Linked DNA regions of Zea mays: region 1 is linked to region 2. Evidence: chromatin contacts called from public Hi-C data. All regions are on one chromosome and are shown on one strand. The core of a region is the stretch at or near the end of the contact, and the rest is flanking DNA. Distances in the headings are between cores, read along the strand shown. Region 1 has its middle 61 kb from the start of LOC100191931. Region 2 holds the start of LOC103626108 (CDPK-related kinase 3).

Region 1 (4,159 bases), core at 208-2,707, 86 kb before region 2:
AAAATATTTGGCGCTCGGTAAAGAGCCGAATTCCAGTAGTGATAATTAGAGTTGTATTTTTTTAAAAAAAAATACTTTGTTGCTGCTCATATTTCTAAGTTCTGTAAGAACAATAATTGTGTGGAAATGAACATTATATATATATATATATATATATATATATATATATATATATATATATATATATATATATATATATATATATATATAAGATGTGTGTGTTTTTTGTTTCCAAAAACACACATTTTTGCCTCAAAAGACAATATGCGTGTTTTTGCAGCTCAAAAGACAAATTGCCCATGTGCGGCGCGGGGCGGAGGCGGTGGCTATTGGAAGGTGCCAGATGCGTGTGGTGCGCGCTGCGTTTCTTCTTCTCCGTGCCTGCGTCCAGCTGGGGCGCCGCTGCAGACTTGCGGTTGCGGGTTGCGGCTGGGGAGGGGTCGCGTTGGGTTCAGACGACGATACATGGCGTTGGGTTCAGGCTTCGCTCCGGTGGCGGACTTGACGTGGCCTCGACGACCTCAGCTCTCCTAGCTGGTGCAAGTATTGGCGGATGTTCGTTTTGGTTTCCAAGTTTTTATTTGATACTATCATCATTTGGTTGAACAGGGCAGCACGACACTATATATATGTATTTCATATTTCAAGGTCTTTAGAGTAGTAGTATTATATTGACATCGTGTTCGATGATCACCATCCATGCGTGATTCGGCGCTTGGAAACGAAATGGTTTGGAGAAGGCCGGTATGGCGACAACGAAAAAGGTTGACGTACAACGCGCGTGCTGTTGTGTTGTCCCCGCTTTGATCCGTTCGTTCGTTGGGGGCGTTTCAATTCGTCGGAGTTGACTGCGGCGGAACGGGGAGGCTTCTGATGATGCTAGCTAGCATGCTGATGCCACCCACCATAACAAACTAACGAAAATGCATGCATGCATGCATGGCTGTGGCTCCCTTCCTGACGATCCGCGCTTCAGTCAACGCTGCGCTAGCTCTCTCGACACGGCCATCCGGGAAGAGGCCGGCCTCCGATCCGTGGTGCGCCACATAGGTACAAGGCATGCTTGTGTGGCTAGCTGGAACTCCCGGGCGGATACGTACGTGCGGGCCGCGTGGGTTCCACCTCCAGTCTTCCACAAGACTCGAGACGCATGCATCGCCCCCCTCACGCATAAATTTCGGCGGCTAATTTGGATTCCCGTCCCGTCCCGTCACACGCCGCGGTGCGTGGTGACGATCACATATATCAGCAGTGAGTTAGATTCCTCCAAAGCTTATCGAGCAAGCCTGTCTGAGTCTGTCCATGTCGACCACGGCCACGAACCTGGATGATCGATGATGCATGCATGAGAGAGGAGGTTTTGGTTGATATGGTGGCGGCACCATCCACACCATGCCCCTGCCCGTTCGGCTGCTAGGTTCGTTCATTCTGGCCCCCTCGGTCACTCTCACACGGCACGGCGTCCTGGCCTGACCGCAGCAAGCTTGGCGTGTCTCTCTCGTGCACACACACCTGCTGACGATGGCGTCTCGATCGCCCCGGGACCTGGGGTTCCACCAACAAATTAATAAGCTTGCCGTACGTCATGCCGATCGGCCTAGCTAATTGCTACGCATGGCATATGGGTGCCAAGTTGGGTGCGCGTCGTATACATACCTCGTACGCACGGCATGGGCATGGCACTATGGCAGGTCTGCAAGCTAGCTAGGGGCCGCCTGACTGACGGAGCATCGGTTTGTGGCGCGAGAGTGGGCCCAGCTGCCGCCCCCTGCGCGCACCTCGCAGCCAGGCATTCATTTCGTGTGTGGGACGCGGCGGGGAAGCTAGCTAGGGGGCCATCGGGTGGATCCGTGGAGGAGGCTGGCAGGCACGGCCGCTTGCGTTGCGTCTGTTACAAAATATTATATATTGTATATGTGACTAATCCAAAGGGTGCGACAGATTCTCCATGAGGAACATCCCCCTTAGGATACACCCCTTCACATGTATATAATCAGAACTCCCTGCAATAATAAAGTACAACTGTCATTTGTCTCTCTCTCTCAATCTTAAGACCACTGCGTATACTTCAACACGTTATCAGCGCTGCTCTAAGAGCGCTCTAAGATCAGAGAAGAAAATTTCTGCTGAAGTTCCTTGCTCGTACGAACAAGAAGGCCAAGCCTAACACTACCATTAACGGGCGGTTGCAAAAGTTAATGCATCGAGACATTGATCAAGGGCAGATCCTGCCGATCTGGATATTGTGCAAAGAACATTAAAAATGGTAGGATCATTACCCTTTTCTGATGTGTTCTTTTGACACTGTCGTCCTTTCAAATTCTACACAAATTGCATGATGACATTGCCTGGCGCCCTGGCCGTGGCTTCGTGGGCTACAGAGGCCATGAATGCTTGCCAGATCCCACCTCGCAAACTGGCAGGGTCCGCTCATGGCCAAGGCCGCGCAAGCCCTCATGTTGAGGTCGAGCGCTCGCCCGCGTGAAGCCCCGCAGGGGCTGCACCTGTCTGAATGCAACTGCATGGGATGCGCGCACGCGATGTGGACGTACCAGTGCCGCGCCGGTACAGAGCCTCGCCAGGGGACTCGCGCGTGCTCGCGTCGGGAAGCGCGCTTGCGCTGCCATGGCCACAAACCGAGGCAGTGACCACGCCAGGGACAAGGCCGTCGCGCCCATGCCCACGCCGGGGCCACGCCTGCGAGCCGCCGGGCCGCGGCGAGCCGCCGTAGCGCTGCCAGGATTGTGCCCGCCCACGCCGGGGGCCCGCGCTCCTGCCTGGCCGCCATTAGCGCGCACGCCCGCGCGCCATTGAGGGCCGCGCCCGCCGCACCGGGGCCGCCCGTGCCGTGCCGAGGTTGGGGCCGCGAGCCCGCAAGCCTGAGCCGCCTGCGCGCGTCGTCGCGGAGCCACGCTGCGAGCCACCGGGGCCGCGCGCCATGGCCGCCGAGTCGGCCGCACCCGCGCCATGGCCGAGCCGCGCGCGCCGTGCGCCTTGGCTGAGCCACCGCGCTGCCGGGGCCGGGGCCGAGGCTGCCTGCCTGGCTGGGGCCGCGCGCCGCCGGGGCCATGCGCCGGTTGCCGCGCGCTGCCGGGGCCGCTGCCGCCGTGCCCGCCGTGCCCGCCTGGCCGGGGCCACGCGCCGGTTGCCGCGCGCTGCCGGGCCGCCGCGCCCGCCTGGCCGGGGCCGCACCACCGGTTGCCGCGCTGCTGGGCGTAGCCAGGGGCGCCCCGTACCACCGCGCCTAGGCCGGGGCCACCAGCAAGGCCGCCGGCGGCTGGATGTGAGAATCGGTTAGGGTTAGAAAACCCTAACCGCCAGCTTTAATGGGTTCTTTTGGTGGGCCAAATGGGTCATTTTCACTGATTGGGTCTACGAAATTTATTATTTAGGCTTATTCGTACAAATTACAGACTTTATCATTATTTGTACATCTAAATTTGCATATTTAGACTGATGATGATATATACAATTGTACATACTTGTCTGTTTTATTATGAAAATACAGACTTGTTAAGTGAATTATAATTTTATTTACATTTATAATTCACATATTTTCGACTTGCTATTGTTTTTGCATTCTTTTATGTTTGCATGGAAAACATAGCACATAATTAAGTCGAAACTAATGGTCCTCATGCAAAATGATATTGCATTTTTTTCAGAAAAGCATAGGGTGATGGAGTCCTAAGCACTGGTTGCACTAAATTCTTTATAGAGTTTAGTAGCCCAGAGACCGTGCTTTAGGCCGCATTTGAAATACCTATCACTATGAGGTCTACATCTTTTAAGATGATTACCTATACGTGCTATCCAAAAGATCACGGACCATGCAGGCGTCACGGGCTATGGAGCCAGGCTGGACACTGCAGTCATGCTGACTGCTAAAAGAATTCTTTTAATTAAGTTCTACTTAATTAAACGATGAATTCTTGCAAAATATGACACATATCTTGAACTTGGGATATTTCAACACATGATGGAGATCTAAGCTTTGGCTGCAATAAGTTCTTGGAATTTATTTGCCCAGAGACCAAGCTTTTAGACAGCAAAATGTTATTTGCCCATCAATAAGAGGTCTACATCATATGGTTATGATGATTACCTATGTGTTCTCTCAAGTAGATATGTAGGAGACTTGATGTTGGTTATTCACCTT
Region 2 (3,764 bases), core at 1,018-3,517:
ATTGAGGTGACTTTTGTAAATTAAAATAGGAAATCTAGGCCAAGAGATATTTTTCCCCTGGTGCATTGAGCTAGGAAGTGTGAACTAGTGCTAACTGATGGGTTGTCTAAGAGAAACCTTAATCTTAATTGGAAAAAAAACTTTGAGCATCTATTAGCTCTACGCTCAAAAAGCATATACCATGTATGTGTGTAGTGGTAACAAGTAATAAAATTGCATGCAATGCAAATAAAGAACTATATAGAAGGAAGAAATACATTGGACTCAATAAATACATCTCCTGCTCAAATAATTTCACTAGCACAAGCAAAAATTGCAGCACACCAAAATAGTCATTAATTGATTTTTGTCGTAACGCTCACAAAAACGACAATATTGCATGAAAACGTCAATGCAGCCATGCACGTAGAATTTTGTTGTGTCACCTATAGTATATTAGGTTTTCTCGGCAACTTGCTCACAAACATTTTAGATGCCAAGCAAAACTGAGATCAAAATTTAAACAGTTCAACAATCAGGATAATGTCAGTGGAAAGCAATTCCCAATAACAACATGTTCTCAGCTTTGGCGCCAAAAAATCTAAAAGAGACATTTCTTTACTTCCTACACTTTTCGCTATCTTTTCTTCTACTTATGATCATATAACAAAATGATGCAGAATGGACTAAGGGGGTGTTTGTTTGGGATTATAATCCTCCTAGATTATATAATCTAACTTATTTTGAACTAAGTGCTAGTTCAAAATAAGTTGGATTATATAATCTGAGTAGATTATAATCCCAAACAAACAGGCCATAAGGGACTACAGAACTCATGGCAGTGAACAACAATATGATGGAGATGCTGCAGAAGTCCAGCTCCACTGACGAGTTCCCTGAGGTCTCACAAAGAACTCAGTCACTGCCAAGCTACTGATCTAACACTGCATAAGCTACTATTCCATAATAGCTTAAAGAAAGAACAAGAAAGCAAGGAACAGGGGATAGATGGATGAACAGCTGAACACTCAGATCATATAAACAGGCAAAGCATTAAATGCGCCATTGCTGAAACAGGATCTCTACAATGTACTTCTAACCCTGCGGGGAAATGCCAATACCATGGCAAAAAAAAAAAAAAAAAAAAAAAAACTGATCACCGTGCAAGGCAGCCAAGAAACAAATGATGAACTTATGATTGCAACATCTGTGCTAGTGGCAATGCAGAGTTACTGGATTATTGTTGTGAAACTAACAACCAAACCATGGTGTACTAAGCGAGAGTTAAAAAGATCAAGACAGGACGGCAATTCTACACCCCCAAACACACACATAGTTGGTTCATGATCCGCTGGAGAAACCGAGGCCATTGAAACTGGTAAGATCGCGCGTTCAGTAAAAGAGTGGTGTGAGATCACGAGTAGCAAGACCTTGGCTTTGGAGATGACCTTGACAGCCAGGACCTGGCCTCTCATGTCTCCCTTGCGGGCACGCACGAGGCAGGTGTGTCCGAAATGGCCGCGGCCCACCTCCTTCCCTAGCTCGTACTTGGCGGCGAACTGGCGGTCGTAGCCGAAGCTCTTGTCAAGCTCCCGCTGCCCAGCGCCACCCCCGGCGCCTCCCGCCCCGTGCTCCTGGATCGGGACCTCGACGGGCGGCATGGGCACCTGCGACGCGGAGGCCGGCGACCGGTGGCCGAGCCGGCGCGCGAGGGACGCCTTGATGTGCTTGGCCGGGGACGGCGGCGGGAACGGGCGGCGGAAGAATCGGCGCGGCGTGGACACCGAGGTCGCCGGCGACGGCGCGATGCCATCGGGGAGCCCGGGCGCCCAGGGGCTGCCGGCCGCCGACGACCGCGCCGGCGTCGCCCCGGCCCCGGCCCTGCCCCCGCGCGGCGTCCCCGCCGGCGACGGCCGCGCGCTCCGCCTCCCTCCTCCTCGTCCTCCCCCTCCCCCTACCGACGCCGCATCCTCCGGCCCTCCCGCCGCCGAGACCGTGATGGTGGTCGCCCCCACGCCGCCGTCGTCGGCGTCGACGCCGTGCACGTTCCTCGCGTAGCACTGCCCCATGGCCGCCGGCCGGTCCCGGCGATCACCGGAGCTCGCGCACGGGAATGCGGGGTCCGGTAGCCGGGGGGCGCCGAGATTTATAGCTCCGGAAGCGTGCGAGGAGAGGGGAACGGGGGGCGGGGAGTGGCAGTATTAATGCAGTGGACGAGGGGGCGACGAGAAGGAAGGCAGTGGAGGGTGGTGTGACGAAACCAAACGGGAACTGAAGAGGGAAAAAATGAATTGCGGCAGCAGCAGACCCCGCATTGGACGCGTTGAGGGTGACGGACTGCGCCTGCCGCCTGCGCGTGTGGGCTGCGCGGCCGGGGGTGCGGGGGGGCTCGCGTGACGGGAGACAAGGGACGAGGGGGCTCGTCGAACCGTCGAAGTGCATGACGCGTGGAGCCATTTTCAATTGAGTGGAATCGGCCCACATGGCGGTGTCCGAGGGCCTGAACATTTCGTGTGTTCTGTGGTGAGTATTTGGCACGATCCCGTCGAAATTTGAACTTGGCCGTGGACCCGTGGTTGAGATATGGAAATGCTCGCTCCTACGGGCGTTGAAATTTGAAAGAAATAGACTACATTTCCAAGTGTCTGCTAGCTTTAATCCTAATAATAGCACAATATATATGGCGTGGATGTTTGTTTGTTTCGTCTTGTAATAGATGGTGGTATTCCATTGTTTGTCATTTTTATCAAAATGTGTGCTTTAATAACTTACCTTTGCATTTTGATTTAAGAAAGTCACCATCCTTGTATTTTGTCGGATCGATACCGACAAATCGTTATTCTTTTGTGGACATACCGTTACGTGCTAATGCCACGACGAGCAAACTTTTATTTTGTCGGATTGATACCGACAAATCATTATCCTTTTTGTGGATAGACCGTTATGCGCTAACGCCACGACGAGCAAACCTAGATCTGCCACTAGCACGTGGGAATACGCCAACATAGGTGGCATCGATAATGTAGGTAAATTTTATGACACTTTCAGCTAGATTCATCCTTTGGTGGATGACAGTAGCTCCTCTATAGAATCTAATAGTTGTCTTATGAATCATAGAATAACTCAATATTGTTCTATATCATGCTCTAAACTAATTGAAGTTACGCACAAATATACCTCTATGTGTATTATTCGTCCAATGGGTATGTAGTAATAGGCTTTCCAGTTTTACATTAAGGTGATTGATTCGCATCAACTTCATAGCATTACCACGAAAACCAGTTGGATCATAAAAGCAAGAGTGATGGCCATGGAGCAAGAGTGATGGCCATGGAGTTTTTATATATCGTGGACGCGGCACCATCTCTTTCAAACTAAACCTGACAATGTATAGCGGTCTACATCGGTGCATGGACCAATTTTGTCGTTGCCCCTGAAGAGCTACTAGTGAAGTTTATGATGTAAAAATAAAGACGGAAGAAACAACCACAATTCAAATTCGGATCTATGCATGTTGTGTGTTGATCTTTTTTTAGATATATAATAAGAATCAACGACCTTCACCTCAACAGAGGGTCCGCACCTCTTATTACATACAAGAAATCTGACTCACAACCATCATGCAGTATGAGAACTACAACTAGCGCAAAAAATTAAACAGTGATAAGATTTGTGAACCGCCATCTGAAACCGGCAAAGATCTCTATGACCACCGACTCCAGTGTGCGGCACACATCATTCACCATTGCCTTGTCCAGTTCATGTTGTTGCAGTTGTGCCCAGAA

Evidence for each region. A called contact is a pair of places that touch in the nucleus more often than the background predicts.
Region 1: a Hi-C map of leaf shows a contact between it and region 2, with 6 times the contacts expected there. The contact joins the enhancer-like site here to the promoter of LOC103626108 in region 2. A contact is called at or near these places in 2 of 25 Hi-C or Micro-C datasets (ear and leaf).

The regions. Positions count from the first base shown.
Region 1 is chr5:23,837,324-23,841,482 of Zm-B73-REFERENCE-NAM-5.0, reverse strand. No RefSeq gene overlaps it. Among protein-coding and RNA genes, the nearest start is that of LOC100191931, 61 kb to the left of the region's middle. Within about 2 kb of position 1,457, at least 19 of the 20 cell types and tissues checked have an H3K27ac peak or open chromatin away from gene starts, as enhancers often do. A contact at or near this core is called in ear and leaf, where this site is marked.
Region 2 is chr5:23,752,828-23,756,591 of Zm-B73-REFERENCE-NAM-5.0, reverse strand. LOC103626108 (CDPK-related kinase 3) reads right to left here and starts at 2,267. Exons shown (of 11, transcript XM_008646484.3): 1 at 1,410-2,267. The coding sequence starts at 2,048.